Regions from separate parts of the Mus musculus genome. Here region 1 is linked to region 2. A link is a contact called in public HiChIP or PLAC-seq data. All regions are on one chromosome and are shown on one strand. The core of a region is the stretch at or near the end of the contact, and the rest is flanking DNA. Distances in the headings are between cores, read along the strand shown.

What was found. HiChIP or PLAC-seq counts read pairs in DNA pulled down with a chosen protein or histone mark.
Region 1: a contact with region 2 is called in an H3K4me3 HiChIP or PLAC-seq map of embryonic stem cells, with 38 read pairs. The contact joins the promoter of Lipe here to the promoter of D930028M14Rik in region 2. A contact is called at or near these places in 19 of 39 promoter capture datasets (the 3T3-L1 cell line, the C10 cell line, the HPC-7 cell line and 11 more), 7 of 115 datasets of contacts at active chromatin or transcription factors (T-cell acute lymphoblastic leukemia, bone marrow-derived macrophages, embryonic stem cells and 2 more) and 1 of 9 other capture datasets (adipose tissue).

The regions. Positions count from the first base shown.
Region 1 is chr7:25,387,333-25,393,963 of GRCm38.p6, reverse strand. Lipe (lipase, hormone sensitive) reads left to right here and starts at 3,852. Exons shown (of 10, transcript NM_001039507.2): 1 at 3,852-3,902; 2 at 5,311-5,846. The coding sequence starts at 5,331. It also overlaps a transcript of 4732471J01Rik not described here.
Region 2 is chr7:25,150,248-25,156,218 of GRCm38.p6, reverse strand. D930028M14Rik (RIKEN cDNA D930028M14 gene) reads right to left here and starts at 3,762. Exons shown (of 3, transcript NR_045847.1): 1 at 3,593-3,762; 2 at 599-897; 3 at 1-125. It also overlaps a transcript of Pou2f2 not described here.

The DNA of each region.
Region 1 (6,631 bases), core at 2,603-5,102, 240 kb before region 2:
GAGACAGCTGTCATTATGATCAGCCCATTTCCCAAATGACGACAGAGACACAGAGGCACTGAGCTGGTTGGGTTTCCTGTACCTGTCCAGTGAGGGCAGGGAGATGGATACCTTCAGCCTTCTCAGAGCAGGGAGTGTGGAGCTGACAGCTGTTGTATGCCTCAACCTTAATTCTGAATCTAAAAGGCTCTAGTCACAAAGATTTCATCCCGAGACAGACATTCAATACCTAGAGGTGCCAGGCTTCGGCTTTCTGTAACTAGCAGGGCAGTCTCAGTAGAGCTGAGGACACAGATGGTAATAAGACTGTTGTTGCCAGGCATGTGCCGCACACCTCTGATCCCAGTCCTTGGGAAGCTGAGTCAGTTCAAGGCAAGCCCGGGCTACATAGTGAGTTGCAGGTCAGTCAGGGCTACAGAGTGGAACTCTGTCTCAACCTCTCTCATTCACCCATTTACAAAACATTGTAAACAAGCCAGTATGATAAAAGGAAAAATCCTGGAGCTGGGGATGTAGCTTATTACTGGAGTACCTGACTAGCATGGACAAAGCCCAAGGGTCTGTCTCCAGGACCACACACAGTAGGCATCATAGCACTTGCTTATAATTCAGAAGTAGGGAGGCCGAGGCAAGAGGATCAGAAAGAAGCTTAAAGTCTTGTAGTCTCTGACTATATAGTCAGTCTGAAGCCAGCTTGGGCTACATGAGAAAATGTGTCCTGCTTTCAAGAAAGAAAATTCTGAGAAAATGAGCGTGGGTAGCTTTTCCAACAAGGTGACATCAGACTCATGGACGGGCAGGCATCAGCTACCGAGCAAGGGAGGTGGGGAGAGCAGAGCAGCAGGAACACCGCTGGAAGAGCAGCGCCTGACAATGCAGAGAGAGGTCTGGGGGCGGAGGCTGGGGTCAGGAAGCTGGGGCAGGCAAGGTGGGCTCTAGGTCAGCTTAAAAGGCCATGCCCAAGTCTGAAGCTTTATCTGGGAGGAAGGCAGGGAAGCATTGGTGGGCTGGAAGGGCAAGGTCAGCCTTATGCTTTCAAAAGATCCTCTGGATGCTCTGCAGGAAACAGGCTTAAGTCAGAGGAGGCTCACGGAGTGAGGACCAGGTAGTGGAGGTGGGTGGCTTGCTTCTGGATGTCCAGTAGATGGGGATAGGTGAGGGAAATGGACAGGACAACCCCTGAGCTCTCTGCCTGAACCAACAGTGAGTCCTATCCTCAGCACACACGAACACACGTGGAGACCGTGACACACCCAAACATGTACATCGATTCTTGTTGTTTTTATTGTTGTTGCTGCTATTTGAGAGGTAGAGCATCATATATACATCCCAGGCTGGCTTCAAACTCACCATTTACTTCAAGATGACTTTGAACATCAGATCCTCTTGTCTCCACTATCATAGTGCTGGGATTACAAATATTCACCCCCACATTCAGTCTGCACAGAATTGGGGACCAGATCCAGGTGGAGTGAGGCAAGTGCTGCACTAACTGATCTACATCCCCAGTCCCAGGGTGTGGAGTCATAAAAACATGAGCACATCCCCATACAAGCTGAAAGACTAAGACAAAACTTAGACTCACAGGCTAACAAACACACACATACCTTCAGACATGTCAAGAAACAAGGTACATTGACCTGGTATATCCCCAGGAACCAAAGTCCAGGCCTGATTCAGCTGACAAGTGGCTTCTCAGGGCAAAGGGCTGGAGGAGGTAGGAGCATGGGTCAGGGGCAGAACATTTGTCTAGCATTTGTCTACAAGTTTGATTCCCAGCACCAAAGCAGGGCAAAGGACTGGGTCATAGTTGGCTAGGGCCCCCTCCCCCACTGCCAGCCCCCCCTCGACCCTACCTTTGTCCCACTCCTGCCATACTTACCCATGTCCCCACTGGGTATGCCCTTATCCCAGTGCCCTCTGCCTGGGATTCTGGCAATCTCCGTATCCCTCCCTCCTGCCTCTAGCCAGCCCAGTCTTCAGGGAATCTTGAATGGGGCAAAGAGCAGGGCCCAGAAGTCACAAGGGCTTGGGGGATCCAACCCTTCCCACTGCTTCATCCCAATCACTTGTCCTTCCACAAGTGTTCCTCATCTTCAAAAAATGTCCCAACACCGTACTCCCCACATATTACATTGGCGTGGAAGGCAGTCAGTCCTAGCAGAGTGATGTGCCAGATATAAGGTATACAGTGTGACAAGTGAGTGAGGCTAGGCTTAGAAAGTGGAAAATTGTACCAGCTAAGAGCAGAACACAACAGAGAAGGCCCTGAACTCAGGGTGTACAGACAATTTCATGGGGAGACAGAACAAATAATGATTATGAAGTCATATAGTGTATTAGGGTAGTGACGAACTGCATGGAAAAAGAACCCAACCCCCCCAACCCCCCCTCCCCCGCCTCCATCAGTGAGGCCAAGCTGAGTGAGGCCAGGGAGCAAACCACGCATGCATTGCCTCCCTGGGCTAGGGGTAGCACTCACAGGAGCGCATGCTTAGCACATGGGTTCCACTCCCAGGAGGAAAGCCCATGAGGGACTGCTCATGAAGCAGTCCACCCACCCTGGGTGGGCAGAATGGCTCAGCAGCTTCCAGATGGAGAATTTAGAGCTAACCTAGGATCACCCAACAAGTGACCTGGACCAGTATCCCACTGTAACAGCTGCTTAGCTTAACCACCCCTGAGGGTCTGGTCCAGCTGTCTGTCTGCAAGTCCTGGGAAGGTGCAACCCTCTCCCCGGTTCCCAGCCACTGCCTCTGGCCTTCAGTCTACTTCGTGCCCTCTGCCCTTCATGTATTTGCTAGTGTGCTGGGCCATGGGGCCACCCTCTCCCTTCATCAATATGACAGGCCAGGGCCACAGGCAGACATGTGCTGCCTGTCAGCCTCCCATGTACAGCAGGCTCTTTGGAAGGCCCCACAGCTGATTGCCATTTGTAATGTTGTGCTCTAAGCAGTCATACTGCACTTTATGAGCCCTGTGCCTCCACAGAAACCCATCTGTGTCCGTCCTAGAGGACACAGACAGAAAAGCAAAGGTACGAGTGTGCTGGGGTTGAGATAAGCTTTAGTGGGTAAGTGAGAGTGGACGTTAGAGGTGGGGAGACGTAAGGGAGCGACCACCACGAGCTGAGGCCTGCCTGAGGGTGAGAAAGAGCTGGCTAGGTGAGGAGTTTGCGGAAGACCCTGCAAAAGTATCTGAGCCTTGGTCTCCCATGGACTGTCGGCAGGGTGGGCTGCGGAAGTTACGGGTAAGCCAAGGATGCACATGTAAGAATAGCACCCAGGAGGGCCTGTGACTCAGGCCCCTAGCTGAGTTTGGTAATGCCCTTAATCGGCTTTTGGACTCCCAGAGGGGACAGCAGGGCTGGCCACTTCTTTTCCCTAACAGCTGGAGACATCTGTGCCAGGGCCAATGTCGGGAGGGGGGGAATTGGCATAACTGAGCCTTTGGCTCCCTGAATCCACTTGGGGGAGAGGAGAGGACAGCTTTCTGGGGGAGAGGGGACAGTGTGTTCAGGACTAAAGCTTGGGACTCCTGGGTCCTAAGGGAGAAGACTGGAACTGGATCCCCGAGTCTGAGCAAGGAGAGCCTGGGCCTGGGCTCCCTGGTGTAAGCAAGGAGGGGCTGAGAGGGCAGGGATCCAGGGCTCTGAGGAAGAACCTAGCAGGAGGACTCTGTTGAGCTGCCTGTCCAGCAGGCAGGAGGGGCAAGGAGTTGAACTCTGGGCTCTGTTTACAGCATGTGGTTCTCACTATCCTTTCTGGATAGGAGGTGAAGCAGTGGCCACACCCTACCCCACTAGTCCCTCCCCCAGTTTATCGCCCCAGGCTGCTACTGGCACTAGCCACAGACCTGCTGTGCCAGCTTGGGGAGCTCCAGTCGGAAGAGGCCAGGGAGGGGTGAGTGCAGGCCCAACCAAGAGACAGAACCCAGGGCCTGGAGGGGAGAGGAGACACTGTCTTCTAGGGAAACAAGGGGTTGCAAATCCAGGAGCCAGGCAGGGCCCTAGACTTCCAGAGGGGGGTGGGGGGAATCACTCAGGAAGGTTGTAATGTCCCTACCAAAGTGTCAAGGGCAACTTATCCAAGATGTGGTATTCAAGTCTAAATAGCAGGAATACCCAAGGAGACGCTGGAAGAAGATCACAAAGGACCCTGAATGTGGGAAGTCAAGCCAAGCATGGAGCCAGACTTTGAAGGACAAGTAGAAGCTGAGCTTCCAGAGTCCTAGGAGGAGTGCTCTGTATGTAGGAACTCTGGACTTAGAAATCGGTGATTAAGTGGGCTCTGTAATTATGCATACAACCTTTGGCTCTTTGATGATCCTTAGTTTCCCCTCCTGTAATCTATGTCTGAACCAGTGCATCCAGGGTCTTTGTGGGCAATCTAAACCGTAGCATGGGTTTGGCTAGAGAGATGAATATTTATTAGCTATTTGAACTGTTGTTTCAGGCAGGAGAATGGAACAGTGTAGTCTAAGGCAGGTGGGCAAGGCTGAAAGCTAGGAGACCATCCAAAGAAGGGATGCTGGGTTTAGGGAATCCTACAGGAAAACAAGGAGGGAAGGCTTAAGTAACCAGGAGTGAGTCCCTGGTGCAGAGAGGCTGGTATTGTGGATAGGGCTCAGAAGGAGGGCTAGGTATAGAGGGCAGTCCTAGGCGATAGTAATGGCTGGTCTTAGGGAGTAACGTTCCCAACCATTGTTAGAAGGGAAGGGCTTATAGGCAACCCAGGAGACTGAGAAGGAAACTTGGAGTGGGACTTGAATGCGTGGGTCTTCAGAAGGAGAACCGCTAAGCATCCCGATTTCCCAGAACAAGAAGGACAAGTCCAAAGACAGTAAACAAAGATAGGAGTTCACCCTTGAATACCTGGAAGGAAGAAGGAAGAGGGTGGGCCCGCCTCTGGAATAGAGGGCTCAGGAGATTGGACTCCTAGATCCAGGAAGAAGGCCAAAAGACCTGGTCAGTGGGTTTCTAATTCTGAAGAGGAGCTAGTCAGGGTCTGCTCAGTCTGAGGGCTTCGACTCCCAGCTGCTAGAAAGAGGATGAGGATGCAGCCGCAGGCTTCTAGAAGACAAGGAGATAAATTCCTAGGTGTGAGAGAGAAGATAATGGAAGGCCCCTGCGTCTCCAGGAGGATTGGGACAGACCTGAGGAAGGAGAGGGCTCGGCTTTGGACTCCTGCATCTCAGCAAGGACGGTCCTAGGTTTGAATACTTGGTTGGCCTAGGGAAAGAGAGGAAGGGCATGGACTCCTGGGCCTGACAGAGCAAAGGGTAACCACAGACCTTCCCATCTTCTCACAGCCTCAGCGTTCTCACACAGCATGGATTTACGCACGATGACACAGTCGCTGGTGACACTCGCAGAAGACAATATGGCCTTCTTCTCAAGCCAGGGCCCAGGAGAGACAGCACGGCGGCTGTCTAATGTCTTTGCAGGTGTTCGGGAACAGGCACTGGGGCTGGAACCAACCCTAGGCCAACTGTTGGGTGTGGCACACCATTTTGACCTGGACACAGAGACACCAGCCAACGGATACCGTAGTTTGGTGCACACAGCCCGATGCTGCCTGGCACACCTACTACACAAATCCCGCTATGTGGCTTCTAACCGCAAAAGTATCTTCTTCCGTGCCAGCCACAACCTAGCAGAGCTGGAGGCCTACCTGGCCGCCCTCACCCAGCTCCGTGCTATGGCCTACTATGCCCAGCGCCTGCTGACCATCAACCGACCAGGAGTGCTCTTCTTCGAGGGTGATGAAGGACTCACCGCTGACTTCCTGCAAGAGTATGTCACGCTACACAAAGGCTGCTTCTACGGCCGCTGCCTGGGCTTCCAGGTGAGTCCCTTGCCCCATGTCCTTCTGGGCTCACAGTGAAGGCACTGGTGGCCTGGAACCTGTCCTTGAGGTAGTGTCCACAGTAATCACAATTACTAGATTCATGACTCAGCCCACAGACTGGTAAGGAGAGTTGGCAGGAACTCAGAACTGGGCTCTGTGGTGCACAGACTCATGGCTCGTAACTAGATCTACCATGTCTCAGAAGCCTCTTCACCAGCTGGGCCTGGGTAACTCGGCAGGCACATATCATCAGCTACTTGGGAAGCTGAGGCTGGAGGATAGCAAGTCCGAGGCCTGACTCTGAGCTTGTCTCAAAAGTAACAAGAAAGCTGGAGCTGTAATTCAATGGAAAAAGAGCTCTCAAACATGCAAGAGGCCAGAGCTTCAACCCCTGAGGGCAGGAGAGGTTCATTTGTTCTTTTTCTTTTTCAAGTATTATGGATTGAACTTAGAGCCTCAGGAATATTGGGCAAGCACTCTGTTGTTAAGCCGCCTCCCCATTCACTCTTTTGTAGTCCCCTAAGTTCCTTTGAGTTTGAGCCCCTAGGAGGGTGATCAGTTCTTGATCTCAAAGGTCTCTTGTGTGGGCGTGCACTCCCTGTCGTCTTCACTGAGACTCTGGGACTGAAGGAAGAAGGTGCCATCCCACAGATATCAGATTGGCACCTGGGCTTAGTTACTATAAAAATCACATGATTTCTAGGCAGCCCTCAGGACAGGGTCAACACACCACACCCATCATAGTTGGTGACAGTGGGGAAGACTTGGTTGTGGCTGATCTC
Region 2 (5,971 bases), core at 2,513-5,012:
GTGCAGGAGCCCTGAAGATCTCAGGAGCTGGAGCTCACTTGTGGGGGACAAGCCTTGCATCGCTGGGTCTAAGGAGGTGACTTGGAAGAACAACCCAGGACCGTTTGAGGCAGAGTCTTCAGTGACTGGGTGGGGAGCAGTGGGTGGAGATAAGACAGTGAACCGGCAGGCGGGGCCAACAGGTTTTCCAGACCCCAGGTCCACTCAGCCTTCTCCCCTCCCGAGCTGAGCTGCGTTTGCGGTGTGGGGCTGGGTGGAGGCTTGACTTTAGCTCTAGCTAGGGTGTGTGCTTGTGGCTTAGGGCGGGGCCAGAGACCAGGCTTCAGTGGTGCAACAGCTCTGTTGGTTTGGGGGGATGGGACAGCTTCTTAGCTAGCTGTGTACCTGCCACACTGTGTGAACGGGCTGCGTTCCTTACTGGCTATGAAGCCCAGATTTGAGGACGGGATTCTAAGAGGTAGCAAGTGATGGCTTGGGGCCATTGTCTCTGGTTGGCGTCTCCGGGCAGGGCGGGTAGAAACAGCTGTAGTTTGGGAGTATCTCTTACCCACAGGGTGGGGCTTACAGATGTGGGGGAGGGGAGAAATAGAAAGCTCACCTTTATCAGGCTAGGATCCGTGAGTCCCTGGAATCCTGGACAGTCCCACAGCAAATTAAGGCAGGCTGAGAATTCAGAGCTCTGATCCGCAACATAGGCGGACCTCAGAGTAACCCTGGGAGCTTGGAGCGAGGCCTGCTGGGAATCCCACCGAGTGCAGAGGTCTGTGCCGCTCACCAGGCCCACAGGTCTCCTGCTCCTGGCCTCCCATAGTCCTCTGCTTCTCTCCGTGCTTCCCACAGGCATTCAGCTCTGTCCATCTCTCCATCCCTTCCTGAGTGTTTCCTCTTTCTTTGAGTCTGGAGGTGTGTAAATAGAGTTTTAGCTTCTGGCCTCAGAGCTGATCACATGAAAATGTGGGGGCCTGGCAAGGGCCAGGGTGGCAAGAAAAGAGGTATGGGGTGGGGTGGGGACAAGAACTGGAGGTAGCCTCTTTTTCCCCCAGCAAAGGGGAGGGCTAGGGAGTGCATTCCTTTTGAGGTACCTGGCCAACAGGAGGTCCAGAGGGGTCACCATCTGACTTTGGAGGAATATTGGGGAGCTCTTGAGAAGAGCAAAAGAGAAGGGAGGCAGTAGAAATGGGGTAGGGCACAGGAAAGCAGATAGAGGCAAGTAGGAAGGGCAGGAAGTGTACCCCCCAAGCCGGAGTGCATGAAGACACCCCATAGGTGGTAGGACAAGGCCACTCACTGGCTTGGTGCCAAGGAGGAAAGATAGGAGCTAAGGGCACTAGGCAGGCAGGGCACAGCTGTGAGACAGAAAGGAAGGGCCTTGCAGGGGTTCTTGTGTCCTCTCTGGGCATCCAGCGTGAGTAATGTGGTATATGGCACACGTAGGTGACACTAACTGGCTGGTGTTGGCAGCGAGGATGTACTGTGCCCAGCTCTCTTGTCTGACAGCTGAGAGCATCTGTCCCCTCCTCATTCTGGCTCTGGGGGACCAAGGGCTATGGGGATGGCTTGGCCACACCTGACTTCTGGCCTGGGGGTGGGGAGGAAGCCTACCTAGCGTGTATATGTGTGTGTATGTGTGTGTGCGCGCGCGCGCGCGCGCGGGTGCTCTTGTCAGGAGAAGGCTTTGAACTCTCTTCAGCGCTTTCTGTCTTTGCTGGCTTGGGTTTCTCACTACATCACCAGTGTCCGTCCACCTCTGTCTGTGCGTCTGTCTTTCATCTGTCCCTGTCAGATCTCATTCTTACTCTTTGTGTTTCTCCCTGTCTGTGTTTTCTGGCTGACCCTGGCTGGGGTTCCCCACATGTCTTCTCCCCCAACCCTCACACTGTCCCCTGTCCTCTTTCTTCATTCCTGTGTCCCCTGCTCTCTTTTACTGTGCTTCTCTGGCTGGTCTCTCTACTTGGCCTTCCATGGCTCTCCCCTGCTGCCTCTGTCTCCTGGATCTATGTTTCTGTCCATCCACATCTCTCGGTTTCTGCCCCGAGTAGCTCTAGCTGTCCTTCCTTCTCTCCCTCTGTCTTTTTCTTCATCCCTGTCTCTCCAGGTCTTTGGCTGACCATCCCTGCTTCTGTGTGTGTGTCTCCCTCCCCCTCCCTTCCCCCCACTATATTTTTTTTCTGTTTCTAACACCCACACTCACATCCTACCTCAGGAGTAATTGCTTTTGTCTGGGTTGGACTGGACTTGTGGTGGGGGGAGGGTGGGGGGAGCGGGTGGCGCTGGGGGGGTTGGGAGGGACGGAGGTCGCTTGGTGGAGTTGAGGTAGTGTCCACCAAAGCAGAGGGTGCTGAAGAACAGAGGCGCACCCCACCCAAGGTGGGAGAAGGAAGGGAGGGAGACTGAGCCCATCCTGGCAGGGCTCTGGGGCCTCTGGCAGGGGAAGAAAGAAGGCAGACTGGCCCTTATATTCTATGTGGAGATGATGTAGCCATAAACCACACTAGCCAGTGTCTCGGTGGCAGCCTCTGTTGCTCCACCCCCTCCCCCACTCAGACTCAGGGATGTGACCTCTGCCCCCTTCACGTACACTGAGTCACCGTGACACACACTGGGACACACCCAGAGCCTCCATCCCACTGATGAGAGAGCACTTGACCATCAGCACACAGGGTCATCTGGAGCAGGTAGACACAGAGTGAACCCACCGGAGTCTCTACCACTCATATAGAGCCTTCGATGCACATAGAGAGGACCAAACAGGCTCTGAAGCCCAAGGACAGCCCCCCACCCCACCCCCCCGCACGACACAGACACAGGGACACATACAGACTCACTCCAAAACACCCACACTCAGACACACTCCACCAGAGGCGTGGACATGTCACCACAATCCGGTTCACTAGGGACACTTAGCCACCACCCTTCCTAGGGACAGAGAGAGTATCATCTTGAGATTCATCCACATCCCCGCAAGGGCCACACGGGCATTTGAGGACACCCAGTAATCATGGAGACACCATGGCCATATATGCACAAGCCCCAGCATCCCCAGGACAACCCCCACAGGCTCATAGTCACACACAGACATGGCTCGAGGGTCAGGGCGGTCAGGAGACAATTCTGGAGTCCCCTAACACAGCTTAAGGACCTGTGTACACCTTCCATGGGTGGCATCCATTCGGACTCCACAGCCCCTTGGTTGAGACATCCTGTCTACCTCCCTAAGAAAGCCCACCCACACCCCAGCTCATTCAACCCAGGCTCTGGGGTGAGGCCAAGGTCCTGAAGGTAGACACCAGGCTTGCCCAGGGTGCCCCCTCTTGCTTCTGTCCATTCGCCCTTCCAAATCCAGTATCCAGGCCTTTCTTCCCTTCTCCCACAGGCTCAGAACAGCATTTCCCCATCCCCCTGCCTAGCCAGGAACCCTGCCCACCACCCAAGGCTTCATCCCTCACCCTCAGCTACCCTCAAAGGGCCCCATCCCTCTGAGGGGGGTGCTCCCTTTCCTCCTAAACAGCTGTTCCTCAGTTTACCCAGCCACCTCGCCTGCAGATGTGAGCCCCCCACACCCATCTGCTTCCCTGCCCACCCCCATACTCACCCCCTCTCCTGGCTCTCCAAGCTCTCAGCCCCCCTAAACTCTCCTGCAGTAGGGGAGTATGGGGTGATGGCTGGCCCCCCCCAGAGGTAGGGGTAAGGGGTACATGGGGTGGGGGCTTGGGTGCGGCTCCGGGAAAGAAAGGAAGAGAAGCAAGGGAGAGAGAGGCAGAGGCAGGCAGCCAGCCAGCCGGCTTTATATCCCTGCTGTATTGATCCACCATGTCACAGCCTGGTCGGTCGATAGCGGCGAGAAAGAGAGAGAGAAGGGAGGGGAGGTTTGGGGGAGGGCAGCTGGGACCCCTTAGTCCTGGGTACATCTAGGGTCTCCTGGACAAGCTGTGGAAGCATATTTGAGCCCCCCCCCAGAAAAGGGGTATGCCCTGCCCCCCACTTCCTTTTGGCTGCGGCCCTTATTCTCTCCAAGAGCCCCCTCAGCCTTGGCAGGAGAGCGTAGCCCCCCCAGGCTTTGAACATTTCTTTTTTGTTTCTCCAGTGGCTTTTTATTCCATAGTCAGGATGGCTGCCAGCCATGGCTCCTCTTTGCCAGCTACTGTCAGGCTGGGCAGGTGTCATGTGTGGGCAGTCCAGGCTGTGGGTCCACCTTTGCTATGTGGCAGTGAGCGGGAGAGAACCCTCTCTGAAGGTCTCTTTCCAGGTACTGGGGTGGGGGTAGGTTACCCTGTCCTTTCCAGTTGACTCTCACCACAGACCCAGGCCAGAGACAGCATGCTAAGGTCTTTTGGTCCCTCAACCTCCGTGGCTGGCCTGGAATACAGAGATCAACCCCTCTAGCCCCTCAGCCTCCCCCCCCCCCTTCTTCCAGCAGCCTTCTGTTACCTGCCCCCTCCATGGGCCAGCCCTGACCCGGAAGAGAAAGGACTGGGAGAGAGGGGCTCTTTCCCTTGCTAGGCTAAGAAGCTGAAGGTCAAAGTGGGGCAACATTCTCCCTGTGACTTTGTTGCCCCTTCTTTGGGCCTCAGTTTCCCCCTCAACCCCAACCGAATCCTGCCTCAGCTCTGAGATCCAGAGGGATTGTTGCAGATGGGAGGCGGGGCTGACGGGAGGGGAAAAGCAAGAACCGGGAGGGAGGGTGCCTGAGGGAGGGTGCCTGCTGTCCCTCCCCAAGTCAAAATAGTGGGTCCCAGGTGCTTCCCTGCCAGCCCCCAACTCCCTGGGGCTCCCATTCTTTGTCTTCGAAGACCCGTCCTCCCCTCCCAGCCTGGAGAGGTTGAGGAATCACCTTAGCCTTGACCCGAGAGGGCGGGCAGAGGAGGGGCAGGCAGCCCTCACCCTGCCTCCTGCCCATGGCCATCCACAGCCCCTCTCTGGCTTCCCTCTGACTACCAGGCAGCCCCCTCCCACCCCCAGCGATGGTCTGCTGTTCCCTTTGTTAGGAAGGGGGAGGGGAAAGAGATGAGCTGAGGGGCCGTGGCCTGACCCTCGACCTCTCCCCCTGCCTCCTCCCATCTGAGTCCTCAGGGGCTCAGAGCCCCCTTGACGGACAGTTCTGACCATCAGCCAAATGGCTCCATGAGGAAGCAAGGGGCCAGGTAGGGGGGAGAGGAAGAGGGTCTGCCCAGGGCTGCGAGCCCACCATAGTGTGGGTGTGGGGGGCACTCCTAAGTCAGAAGGAAGACCTTAAGGGTGATAGGAGAGGAGGATGAGAGTCTGGACGTGGGGCCAGACTCTGGGGGAGCTTGATTGAACCAGGGCTAGGACTGTGAAGTTAAAGTGAGGGTTCATCCCATAGACAGCAGCCCTAGAAGCCAATGGGTAGGGCCCCGCCTGGGCAGATGCCCCCACCCCACCCCCACCCAGCCTGCAGCCTCAGGAGCACAGTGAGTTTAAAAAAAAAAAAAATTAAAAGGAAAAAAAAAACAGGAGCAGGAGAAGCTGGGGGAAAAATATATAAGAAAAAATATAATAAGAACTAAGCGGTGGCTGCAGGAGAGAGAAAGGGCAGGAGGCGGGGAGGGGGGCGCAGGGGGGAGGGCGGCTGGGGCCCTGGTCGCTGCGGAGGCCCGGCCGCCGGCCTCTAAGCTGAGCCCTCCGCGTCCCCCCTGCCGGCCCCCTCCAGCCCCGATCGATCCAGTTTCTTGGCAATAAAGCATTTTTATTGTCAGCTGCCCTGAATGGCAAATGTGAGCCTGGTCCTGCTCCCCCCCAACCCTGCTTCCTCACCACCCCTCCCCCAACCTGCCTTCACCCCCTCTGCTACTATCCCCTCACCAAAGAACCAGCATCATCCATCACCAAGACCCCCTCCTCTTCCTCATCCATGTCAGCAGGGCCCTAGCAGGTCCTCAACAGCACACCAAGCCTTCCCGTCCCCACCTAGGCTCCTGCTCCCCTCCCTAACCCCAAACCCACTGGGGAGCAG